Linked DNA regions of Mus musculus: all the other regions are linked to region 2. Evidence: chromatin contacts called from public Hi-C and promoter capture Hi-C data. All regions are on one chromosome and are shown on one strand. Each heading gives the region's core, a stretch centred on a gene start, on an enhancer-like site or on the middle of the called end of the contact. The rest is flanking DNA. Distances are from core to core; before and after follow the strand shown.

The links. Promoter capture Hi-C pulls out the DNA fragments that hold promoters and counts their contacts. A called contact is a pair of places that touch in the nucleus more often than the background predicts.
Region 1: a Hi-C map of epidermal suprabasal cells shows a contact between it and region 2, with 2.3 times the contacts expected there. The contact joins the enhancer-like site here to the promoter of Chl1 in region 2. A contact is called at or near these places in 2 of 39 promoter capture datasets (the C10 cell line and pre-B cells), 2 of 484 Hi-C or Micro-C datasets (epidermal suprabasal cells and nephron progenitors), 7 of 115 datasets of contacts at active chromatin or transcription factors (differentiating embryonic stem cells, embryonic forebrain, embryonic hindbrain and 4 more) and 3 of 9 other capture datasets (adipose tissue, liver and pancreatic islet).
Region 3: a promoter capture Hi-C map of the HPC-7 cell line shows a contact between it and region 2. The contact joins the enhancer-like site here to the promoter of Chl1 in region 2. A contact is called at or near these places in 7 of 39 promoter capture datasets (the C10 cell line, the HPC-7 cell line, HPC-7-derived erythroid cells and 3 more), 7 of 484 Hi-C or Micro-C datasets (LSK cells, bone marrow-derived macrophages, cortical neurons and 3 more), 19 of 115 datasets of contacts at active chromatin or transcription factors (DN3 thymocytes, acute myeloid leukemia, astrocytes and 12 more) and 3 of 9 other capture datasets (adipose tissue, liver and pancreatic islet).

The regions. Positions count from the first base shown.
Region 1 is chr6:103,372,910-103,376,981 of GRCm38.p6, forward strand. No RefSeq gene overlaps it. Among named protein-coding and RNA genes, the nearest start is that of Chl1, 140 kb to the right of the region's middle. Within about 2 kb of position 2,267, at least 6 of the 459 cell types and tissues checked have an H3K27ac peak or open chromatin away from gene starts, as enhancers often do. A contact at or near this core is called in epidermal suprabasal cells, where this site is marked.
Region 2 is chr6:103,509,233-103,513,374 of GRCm38.p6, forward strand. Chl1 (cell adhesion molecule L1-like) reads left to right here and starts at 1,644. Exons shown (of 27, transcript NM_007697.2): 1 at 1,644-1,917.
Region 3 is chr6:103,334,315-103,338,710 of GRCm38.p6, forward strand. No RefSeq gene overlaps it. Among named protein-coding and RNA genes, the nearest start is that of Chl1, 170 kb to the right of the region's middle. Within about 2 kb of position 2,492, at least 9 of the 459 cell types and tissues checked have an H3K27ac peak or open chromatin away from gene starts, as enhancers often do. A contact at or near this core is called in the HPC-7 cell line, pre-B cells and pro-B cells, where this site is marked.

The sequences.
Region 1 (4,072 bases), core at 1,017-3,516, 140 kb before region 2:
TTGAGGGACATCTAGGCTGATTGCATTGTCTGGCTACTGGGAATAGAACACCAATGAACATGGATACACAGGTGTACATATACCTATATGTGCACATAGCAGGATATAGAGTCCTTCAGGCATATACCCAAGCATGGTGTAGCTGGGTTCTGTGGCAGAAATATTTCAAAATACATGAGACCTCAACATGCCCAAGACAGATAAGCATGGAGAAGGCCGGTGATCTGTCCTCAAGTCCCAACACTACACAAGTACATCTTGGTAATTGATAACTATAAGAAGAGACAAGTCAGTTTTCTTTAAGCTTATGGTCTCTGGAAGGCTGACCACACCCAGTGCAGCACTAATTAGACCTCATTTGTTTATTTAGCTTTAATAGGACATAGAGTTGGGTGAGTAGGGGAAAACCAGATAGGTTTAGGTAAAGTTGTGGGAGGGGTAAAGTTGACCAAAACATATCAGATAGATTTCTCAAAGAACTATTAAAAAGACTTTTTCAGGGTAGTGGTGACTGCAGGAAATTGTTTCTCTAAAACGAAATATGAAATTTTCCTGCTGAGAATCTTCTTTTTGGTAGCTTCTTGTTTACAACGTATCTCCTTGTTTCTATGGAAATGAATGGATGTTATTTTGTAGCTCTTAGAGAGCTGACCATACCCTTATGTATAGAGCAAAGTCAGTACCATGTGGAGTTCTGATATTTCTCAATAAACCTTGAATGAGTTTGCTTCACATGCAGTACACACACACACACACACACACACACACACACACACACACACACACGTGGAGCTCTGATATTTCTCAATAAACCTTGAATGAGTTTGTTTCACATGCAGTACACACACACACACACACACACACACACACACACACACACACATATACACATACACACCTTTTTCTCCTCTTCACCAAGATAGTAATTCAGAAAACTAGGTAAAAAAATCAATGGGAAATATGTGATTTTGCTTCCTCCCTTCTTCCATTCCTCCCTCCCCTTGCTTATGTGTATCTCTCTCTCTCTCTCTCTCTCTCTCTCTCTCTCTCTCTCTCTCTCTCTCTCTCTCTGTTGGTCTCTATCTGAGACAGTCTCACTCTGAAGCCTAGGCTGGCCTCACACTAGCTACGGACCTCCTGCCAAACCCTCCAGAGAGTTGGGATTGTAAGAATGAGACATCATGTCTGGTTGCTACTTACTGGCTTTTAAAATAATCTTCAAAACAATGAACTCTGTCAGGACAGTTTCTAGTAACCAGGAGGTTTTGGAACCCATTTATGTTCTTGTGGTTGTCCCATATTGCCTCACAATAGCCATCCTCAACTATATTTCTTCTGCATTTTGTAGAGTGATTCGTTTTAAATAGGAGAGAATTGGACAGCTCCATATATCAATTTTCACCCCACTCATGTGTCAGGCTGACTTACCTCTGTTTTGCTCAGAGATAGACCTCTTGCTTTTTATTCTTAAGTAGAAATGTTTCAATACATTATCATCTTAAATTAATCTCTTAATTCATTCATTTTACTTGCTTATAAATGTGAGCTCAAAGGTATTACATAGTTGCTGAGAATTTTTAAAACGAAATAAAGAGATTGTAGAAGTGTTCACCTCTTTCTCCATCCAAATCTTGTCCTCTGATTATATTGAATGATAATGCTTAGAATCACAGCAAATCCGATGGACACATGAGGAGTGTGAGTTTGCACATGTGTTGGGAATGAAACTTCTATGATTTATTAATGATGCATGTTTTGCACACAGTTCTGCACACACATACCCTTTTCCTTCACTGAAATATTAATACAAAATGCCTACCAAGAACATCTGTAAAAACTGATCCTAAAACCTCACTCATTACTGCAGACAAAGTGATGCGTGTGGTATCAGGAATCTGGTTTATGAGATTCAGTGGGGTGAGGGGTTCGGTTCCTAGGACACAATGTTCCTGTTGTCCTTGCTATTGAAACAGTGTCTGACATTACTGTTGCCCAAGATTCATTTACTTGGTGTCCTCAAGTCTTTAAAAAAAGCTTTCTTGAATAAAGCTGATTTCCTCTCTCAGTCTTGTACTTTTAATGGGCTTCATGCTGTTACAAATACTCAGACAAGATTTCCCTTTCAGTTGGCTGAAATGTTAGAGTGAGACAATTAAATTCCTTTTGAGTCTTTCGGAAGTACTCTTGGATGGAAGCAGAGAGGAAATAATTGCAAAAGATCAGGCTCCTGACTGCCAATATCACCTACAAACTGGTTCTGCCAGCTTCGCAGCCTGACTCTAGATCCAGTGAACCCAAGTATGTAACTGGGAGTGAGTCCGCAACCTGATCCATTCTGATTCCAGAATCTCTATTATGAAGAAACACTTAATGAAACATACGCCCTCGTGGATGATGTAATCTGCACGTTTAATGTTCGATGCTTCTGCATATTTTTTATTCCTGTGAAGAATTATTTTAGAATGTGAGGGAACAGGGCAGAGGATGTGGGGTGAGAGATCACGGAGTCATGTGACAAATCCCTGGGAAATCCGACTGTGGAGTCAAGCATCAAGGTGCAGATCTGAGTTTATTGCTCGGCTCATAAGCTTATATACAGCTTTTGAACCAAGCCCAAGCCCCTAAATCTTTGACCAGTTGCATCTCTCCACACTGTCACATGCTCCAAAAATCCAATGAAAGCCCCACCTATTGAGGTATCTCAGCAGTTGTAGGGGGAGTATTTTCATCTGTGAGGACTTCCTTGAAAACCGGAGAAGCAGTCAGTGCCCTGGCCTCGGTTCTGTTTTGCTGTCTCACTGGTGTGCAGAGAGCCATCTTAGATTTAATGCAATGAGCAGCAGACCAGGCGTCTTTGAGAAGTTGCAAAATGCTATGTGTAGCAGATGAGGCGTCTTCGCGGAGTTGCGGGAACCTGTGACACCTTTCTCTCCATAACACCTTTTCCTTCCCAAGGTTCCCTCATACGAATGTGTAAAATTTTCCGTGCCAACATCTTTGTAGCATAAAACCATCCTGGCATTGCTACATACCATTTCTGATGTGATTTGACTACTGCCTGCAGACCTACCAAGTCACACCAGTCCCTATCCATTCTGTCAAAATTCACCTTCCTTTCAAAGTCTTAGGACATTCAGAAATCTCAGTGCTTCCTACTTTCTTTGTATTATCACAGGCTCCATTTCTGACATTATGAATCGATTAATGCATTAATTGAAGAAACCCATATTGCTCTTATACATTAAAATTGCCTTATGAACCTAATTCCACTCCTGTTTCCGCTGCTATTACAGCAAGCCTTCCAGGCTTCAGTTTAATGCATTTACTGTTGGGAAATAATGTCTGTTACAAAATATATATTATGTCGGACATGAGTTTAAGCTCTTTTGGTGTGTGTGTTGAGGGGGTGGGAGTGCAGTGTTCCTTGTGTAGTGAACAGAGTCCTGCAACTTGCTATGTAGACCAGGCTGGCCTTGACCATCAAGTGATCCACCTACCTCTGCCCCCCAAGTAAACTAGAGGAATACACCATTATGCCTGGCTGTCTTATAACCCTTGATATCAACCTGTGAACTTTTTGTTACTATGTTATTACAAAGAAGGTTAAATTATTATTCATATTCTTCAGTTGAAGAATGTGAACCAGATGAAAACAGTCTCAATTCAAGTCAGAGCTTGGTTATAGTGGAGTTGATATTTGAGGCCATCTAGGTGCTATTGTCATGTATTGAACACCAATAGCTATTGTTGTCCAATCAAATGTCCTGAGTGTCAAGTAATGTAGGCACTTAACATAGGTCCACTATTTGAATATCTTTATATAAGGTAATTTTTTTAACTACTGTAAAAACAGGCAATTGTGAATGATAGTATACACCACTTATTCAGCCTAGTAGACTGCAAATAAGAGAATTCTGGGACTATTAGGCTTGAGTCACTAGGTAAAGTTCTGTGAATAAATTGAACAATGAGTTCTGTTTTTCAAGTAAGGGGTCACCATTTACTTGAATATTAACTCAGAAAATGTCAACTGAATTCCTACTATGTTCTTGGCTCTTTGCAAGGTGTCCTG
Region 2 (4,142 bases), core at 394-2,893:
CTTTCTTTCTTTCTTTCTATCTATCTATCTATCTATCTATCTATCTATCTATCTATCTATCTATCTCTGTATTTATCTATCTATCTACCTACCTACCTACCCATATACCTAGCTAGCTGCACACATTTTCCTATATTCTGCCCATCAATCTATTGATCTTAATGTGTCCATAAAACAAATGCCAGTGAAGAGAAAGCTGAGTCTTTAAAGGTTCTGTGTTTCTCTGGCCAAAATAGAGTTTTCTGTTTCTTTTGCCCAGGAAATGCCACCCCAGAAAGTGGTAAATTTGAGACCAACTTGGCTTTGTATCTCTCCTGGGGCTCCTAAATCTTGGAAATGGTTTCCTACAGGCTCAGTATTTTCCTTGTTGGAATTTATTTCAGTTTCCTTTGTTTCTACTTTAGAAAACATGCCGCATGAATAATGATGCCTCCGGCAGAGGAATCACTCCAGTAGCACAGTTTAAACCTAGGACACATCCTGCCCTCACTTGCATTTCTAATATGCCAGCACAGTCAGTAGGAATTGTGCCCACACACGAACTAACAGCCTTGAGCCCTCAAGGTTAGAAATTATGAACATGGAAAGGCCCATTTATTCATTTCAAAACATTTGATGTAACTGCTTCTGAGGCAGAATCCCAAGTCTCCGTCCTTCTTGTTGATCCCAGTCATGACATCCAACTCTGAGGATAGCACAGAGCCATAAATGTCCTCATTGTTTAGTGCACTAGATGAGAACAAGACAAGACTGTAAGATCAAACCTCCGTGGAGTAAAAGTTAGAAGTCAGTAATTCCATTACTGTCAAAGAGCACTTACATGCAACAGGATTTTTTTTTTAAAGCAACATTGTATGAACATTTTCGAAAGTATCATCAATGTGTGGAAGAAAAAAAATAATGAAAGAGTGTGCTCACCAGTTAGATTGCCAAAGTTTGTAGCCCCTCTTTACTGCACCCCTAAAACAAACATCATGTTTGCTGGTAAAAAGAGATACATACAACATCAGGAGTGGGCTTTGGCGCTGGGAATAAGCAAGGAAAGCTTGTATTCTATAGCGCTGTATTAATAGAGAGTAAATAGGAAAACGTCACTGATCAATCTGGAGAAGTCCAGATGGTAGTGGGGCACAAATTGTACATTAGATAACAGTAGAAGAGCTTTTTAAATTTATGCCTGCACTGATTTGACAGCTAATGGAGATGGTTCTTTTGTAAATTAAATTGCAAGTCCCATCGCCCTCCTAAATAAAGAAGCAAAACCGGCAAGACTTTAAGAAAAAAAAAAAAAAAGTGGTACAAGGTACCACACCCCTCAGCCATACAGCAAAGGGTAAAAGAGACTGGGAGCCTGTGTGTGGAATGTGGACAGAGGAGGGTGGACCAGGGAGCAGAGGGGAGGGGTTTCTTTTCGGTTTCTCAGTGGCAAGGCGAACCCGGCAGCTACCCTGTCTCTTTGAGGGCTTAGAGATGTTAAAAATGACAAGCAAAGTTTTCTCTTTGTCCCTCGCTTTTCATAAAACCAAAGTCTCAAGCCTGTAGCTGCCTCTTGTCCCAAGGGAGTGTGTGTAAGAGGGAGGGAAAAGAAGCCGTGTGGGTGAGGGTGGCAGAGCAGATCCCGGGGACAGCAGAAAAGAGGCGCGAGCTAGTCGTCTCCGGCAGGAGGGCGTGGATACCGGTACAAGCTCGAACAGGTCCAGCCTTCTGGAGACCTGTGCCAACAGCAGGAGGGGGCAGACGGGATCTCTGTGGGCAGATCGGGGTGTGGATCAGCGGGAAGCGCCCAACTAGAAACTCCCTTGGATTCTCCAAGAGGCGCTGGACCTCGTTGGTCCCCTTTGCCCCAGTGATCCAGCTTTAGGAGAAGTTTTCCCAAGAGAAGGTACCAGACAGATCGGATGTCAAGAGGCGGCTCAGGTGAGTCTATTTGCGCGTGCCTTACAAGAAATGGGACTCTCTCCATCTGCCCTTTAGTCAACTCTTTGAGGGAGGTGGAAGGAAATCAAGGGCTTGCTCCTGGGAGAAGAGCAACTCTTTATGAAAGGGAAATGGTGCACATCCCTGGGTTCCGTCCTTGCCCAAAATGGGAGTGGCTCAAGGTCCCTTCCCTAACCTGAGAAGAGGCGCCACCTTTCGTAGCACCGCCGCAGGTGGCTAAGGCTGGATTTTTTGACAGCTCCAGGTCAGTGGATGGAGTAAACAAGCTTCGGGGACCCCTGCACCTCCAAGCTGCCAACCTTCGGTAGGCTGATTTGTCTTTCTTCCAACATAGCCACCGCCCGCCTCCTTACCTTAGGGAGAGGATGCATACCCTCCATAGACCATAGCCTTCAGGGAGTGGGGGGCAAGTACTACATTTCTCTCCACTAACCCCCTATAGGTGTTGGGGTCCAGACTTTCTAACCCCAGCCCCAAATTCCCTATCTAGCTGTTAAGTCTCTAGAGATGCATCTTGCTTGCAGTGGTGTTCCCTAAATGCCTACAGCTTGGAATGAATGATCGATCTGTGAACTGCCAGCTTAGGGAAAAGATAGAAGCAGAGCACTCCATCTCAACCGAACACGGTGGGGGCTAGAAGGCAGGTCGGGGGGTCCCCCGGTTGCCATGACTCCCTTGTAGCCAAGCCCCGGGAGCTAGGGATGCCAGTCACGGACAGTCCCTTTTTCCTCTTTGTGCCTCTCCTATCCTCTTTCTCTGTCTCTTCCTATTTTTTCCTCCCGTGAGTGAAAGTGTGCGTAGGGAGAGAGCAGGGAGCAAATGATTGATTTGGAGAAAGAGGATTGGAGCCGAGAGGCTGGGGAAACCTGGCTGTCTTCATCCCTGGGTCCCTTGGCTGAGAAGAACCTCACTTTCTCAGCGAGGGGCAGAGCTGAGGAATTCCTGTGAAAAATCTGGGGCGGGAGGAGCAGCGGCACCATGATTCAGGTATTGGAGACCAAAGCAGCGAGGGAGCTGGGTGGGTGGTCTGCGGTCGGGTTGAGAGGATGGGCGGGGAGTGCGAGTAGCCAGCAAGCACGAGCAGGTGTGCGTGGCACTGAGCGGCTGGGCGGGGAAGGAGCTTCCGACTCTGCCTGGGGAGAAAGGAGATCAATACCGCCCCGCAGGCCAGAACTGAGAAGAGCTGGCTGGTAGCAGCCAGCGGAAGGCGTGTGCACCACAGCGCGCTCCCGCTGCTGGAAATAGTGGGAGATTTGCGCGTGCGCGTGGGTGCTGACCTAGGTAACTCTTGGAGGTACATCAAGGTAGAGCGCTGGAGCGCGCGCCTGGCTGTGAGTTCCAGCCCTATCTACTCTGGAATGTGTGGCTTAGAGTAGTTATTTATTCTGTGTCTCAGTTTCTCTCTTACTAATGGGTATCAATTCATCCCATTTTGAGTTGGAAGATTGGAGTGAGGTTATCCAAGCAGACAGTTTACCCTCCTTCTCTGATGAGAAATAATTATCCAGAAGTTAGTTGTTGTTGGTGGTGCTGCTGTTATAATTAATACGCAAATTAATTAGATACGGTAGATTGTCCTTTCTCGGCACTTTTATTGAGGGCAAAATTCTGTGTTATCTAATTTTAGAAAATGACATTTGTTAAATTTATTGATACTCTGTTCCACTCGTAAATCTGGTTTGCAGCAGATTGAGAAAGAAAACCTGAGCAGTTCTTAGCAGATTAGCTCCGAGTCCAGTGCTGGACAGAGCTTAGAAAGCTGCCCAGGGAAAACCACTGATCACAAGAGAATCCAGTTTCGCCCCTCCCCCATAATTTTGTTTGTAGGATCTGAGCTCCACCTCTCACCTGTTTATGGTGCAGTTGGGCTTGTCTCAGTTTCAGTCCCTTTGTGATAACATCGACCTATTGCTTTCCAGATTTAACTTGGCTATAGAGTCTAATATATACCTAGATCTTCCCTCTCATGGTCTTTCGTGCTCCAATACATTCACCTCTCCTAATGGCAAAGTCTGCCCTCCCGTCATCACGTGGATGCTCCGGAGTAACTGTCATCTAATGCATGAGGTGCCCTTACTAGGGAGCTGGGGGTACAGTTTGTGGCAGCTGACTAGACTCTCTTTCAGAAAATGCAGAAGACTATGAAGATTAAACACATTCTTTTCCAGACTGTTCTGTGTTCACACTCACAGGATCCTTTCCTT
Region 3 (4,396 bases), core at 1,242-3,741, 170 kb before region 2:
ATTTTCAGAGAGATTGCCTCGGCACGTAGCGTACATAGTCTGCAGCTCTCTAAGAAGATTTGCCTTTTCTTAACTCCACAGGTTTGACGAAAACTTAATCATGCACATTGCAGGTGTTCTTTCAATTTAACTGCCACTGCAATGTGCTTAATTCTATGTGGGGACATAAGGAAAGCTGGGCACATAATAAATGAATCGGTAAATGTGGAGAGAGGGAGAACACAGGGAGAGAGAGGCAGCCAGATAAATCTATAAGTGAGAGAGTTGCCAGAAAAAGTGTAAATTCTTTCCCTTTGGGGCTACCGATAAGAGACAGAACACGCACAAGAAAATAGCACCACCAACAAATGTGGAAGAAGGCAGGTTTTATGCAAATGATCTGTGCAAGGTTTGTTGACCAGGGCTTTTAAGCTTCCGGTCTTTCCCAGCTCTTAAGCAAAGTTCTAATCTCTTAGCTGCCTTTCCCTTTCTTAACCAATAGAGTCAATTTCTCTGTCCAATTCTTTGCTCCAGGACACAAGTAACTGGAAGGCAAATGTGTACTTTATTAAGAGGGAAGTTGAAGAAAGAGCCTTTACTCTGACTCTAGTCTCATGCCTTAGAGTATGCTCACTCATTGGTGGCACTGGACAGGAAGCATGGAAGGATGGAGGGTTGCTAGTCATTCTAGGCAATCATTTGGTTCCTGAAGTACCTTCTTCCTTCTGGTGTACGATAAAGCTCTGGTCAAATCCTTTACAATGTGAAAGGGCAACATAAATCGATTCTTTCTAGTTAAGAGGAGTTTGAAAAGAACAAGTCAGAATGAACAAACAGCAGCGCAGGTTTGCTGGATACAGGAACTGAAGACTAAGAGGCGGAGAAGACCACGGTTTTCGGACAGTGAAAGTGGGAAAATGGTCTGCATATGTTATGTAACACAGAAGTCAAGTTCATAGTGCAGGAATGTTTTTTCTCTATCCTTCCACTCTAGCTAAATAGAAGCCCTGCCCTTGACCCTCAAGCGTTCACTTTCTTTTGCTTCTTACATCGTATGTAAAATACAAGGAATGGAGGGGCTGGGGATTTGGCTTAGCAGTTAAATGTGCATCCTGCTCTTGCAGAGGACCCAAGTTTGGTTCCCAGTACCTAGGTTAAGTGACTCACAAATGTTCATACACACACACACACAAACGTGAAGTTAAAATAAAGCCTTTAAAATGCTTGAGTAAGGAGAAAAAGAGAAACGGTAAAACGCCAGGTGGCAAAATATAACAATCCCCAAATTTCTTACCGACAAGCTGTGTGTGTGGGACGGCTAAGGAAGCGGAAGCCATGGAAGGGAACGGCAAGGGAAATGGATGCCGTGAAAAGATGGCAGGTTAGGAAAAAGGAGGAGAAAGAGAATTTCCTAATGCTAATTTGAATTTTGAATGAATTCCTTTTCTTCTCTGAGAGATGTAGATTTACAGATAAGCTTAAGTTTGCATTCTGCCTTACTTCTTTTTTTTTTTTTTTTTTTTTTTTTTTTTGTCTTACTTCTTACTTGGGGTAATTTGAACAGTATATGACTCAAAACCTTACTGCATTGGTGCTGGTTTGCATGGATGTTACAACTGTGTGACATTTGCTATTTATGAGCATTGTACAGACATTTAAACAATGATAATCCTCAAGGCTAGTAAGACCCAGAGTCTGCAAAGAAAGAAAATACCAATAAAATGTCAATGGAAATTGAGCATAGTGACACAACCTGTAATTTCAGATATTTTGAAGGCTGAGACAGAAAACTGGGCATGGCTGACTGCCTGTAAGCCAATACTGGGTGAAGAGCAGAAATAGGAGGCTCCTGGGAACTTGTTATCTAGGCAGTCTAGATGAAGAAATAGTAAGCTCTAGGTTTAATAAGAGATATTGTCACACACAAAAGAAGAATTTGTCCTAAAAAGGGTGGAGTTGTGGTCTGGAGAGATGGCTCATTAATTAAGAGCAGTTCTGCTTTTGCAGAGGACCTGGGTTTGGCTTTGGTACCTGTATCAGGCAGCTCACAGCCACCAGTAACTCTAATTCTAGAGGATCCTAGTTTTTCTTCTGTCCTCTCTAAGTTTCTGGACATGTATGACCCACAGGTATACACGTAAAAATAAATAAGTCTTAAAAAGATAAGGTGGTAAGAGATAGAGGAAAATTGTGTGTGTGTGTGCATGTGTGTGTGTGTCTGTGTGTGTGTGAGAGAGAGAGAGAGAAGATATAGATATAGATATGGATATAGATATAGATATAGATAGATATATAGATGTATTACACAAAGTGTTTACTAAGTAGATGCTTTATTCAGTATAAAATTATTGTTGCAATGATAAGTAACAGAAAATTTTAAATTTATGATAAATGATTAAAAGAAGAAGGCAAAGTCAGCTCATAGCTCCATTCAGTTTGAGCTTTCAAACATGACTCAGGGCCAAACTTCCTTGTAGAGTGCGTAAACACTACCCTCTAAAGTTGCTCAGTGGGGCATCTCTGAAACTGTTGCTATGGAAGCAATGTCTTCTAAATGTCAGCATTGAAGAGTAGACTCAGTACACTCTTGTGATTAGAAATGTCCCCCTGTCTTTGGACACATCTTTCAGTGATCATGGTCTCAATGAATATAAAATTGGTAGAAATGGATTGTGTGAATTTTATTAGGTTTGGTAGGAATGTTAATTCACAATTAGACTTAAAATCCTCTTTTACCAAATTACATTTGATGTCAATAAAGGGCATGAAAAAAATTAATATTATTTATAGTGTTATTCTGGAAATGAGGGTGTTTTTTAAAAACCTGAATTTTAGAAAAGTTAATTAACTTATCTGTGTTACCATACCACTAGTGTCTAGTGGGGACTCAAACAAAAACTCTGAATGTAAAACTCTATACAGGCTTTTATATCTAGACAAAAGATGAAAGGCAGAAGGAGACCTCAGTGTGCTCCTCTTTCTTGTGATGTGTGTATACATTTTTAAAAGAACATTGGATTTTCAAGCGATGGAAAGACTTATTCACTCATTAAAAATGTTATTTCTGTTTTTTGAAAGGCCCATGATTTATTGCTTATTACATTTTCAAGGACATGTGCAATTGAATTTTTGGTATACCAACATTCATATGAATTTATAATAATTGCACAAACAACCATAACACAAAGGCTGGTGTAAAAACCCTAGGAAAACAATCCAAATAAATTAAATAGGTAAATTTACGTATTAATGTTTACTGTTTACTTTTCTTTGCATGAGCCCACCTTGCCACATAGTATCTTGGTATAAGGATGGTTAAAATTGTGGGTCATGTGGCATAGCAAAAACTAACTGGGGTTATCAATATATAGTTGAAAAAGGAGAGCTATTTACATGACTTATAGCTTGACTCAATTTAACATGTGTGGGGTTTAGCTGGTTATTTCTAGGTAGCTCTGTTTCTTCAGACCTGAATTAGAGATGCCATCTCTTATTGAATTATTGTGCTAATGAAGTAGGCTATGAGCATGAAGTTGTTCCCATCCCACAAGTGATGGCTGAGTATGATTTGATATTAGTTATTTTTTAAGACTAAAATTTTTCAGGGAGATCACTTAACGAATGAATTTATTTGATGCTGGTGATGGAAGCTAGGATTTACTGCATGCTGGACTAGCTCAGAGCTACATCACCAACTTAACATTTTATATTTAAAATTCATTTTAGCCAATATCCAAAGTCATAAATGGTAGCTGAGGATATTGTTGCACTCCTAGTGTTAGGAAGATAGACAATAGGATCAAGAGGTCAAGGCCTGATTTAGGCAGAAAACAAGTCTGAAGCGAGTGTGGATGAGTTACATCAGAACTTATCTCACTAAATTAAAGCAAATGAAAATCTCAGATGGTATATACTTACAAGCAAACATGATTCTTTGTTATGTGATGAGTAATGGCTTAGTGAGACTAAACACATTGAAAATTGTTATCACACCCTGTTCTTTAAATTAACTTTCAGGCTAGCACCTAGACGTTTCCTTGTGACATTTTCATTGCACATATGCCATTATACTTCGTTATTATGTTTCCCTATCTTCTATATCTATCTTTGTCTGACTCGGTGCTTATCATTGAGCCTCTTCTGTTTTGTTTTTTCAAAATTTTTGACACATACATGCTTTGTAAGTGTGTCATTAAGAGCCATTCTTGGTCTCTTCTTGCTCCTCAAAATGTCCAGAAGGTTGAGGTCATCTATGGTCAACACACATCAGCACCCATCAGATCTTCTTCCATTACAATTTGATAGCCATTGGACAACTCTACTCCTTTGCTCCCTCATCCATAAATGGAAGTTATTAAAGCATACTTTCATATGTACACTTCCAAGCATTATTTAATTTGAAATAGTTGAACTTGTC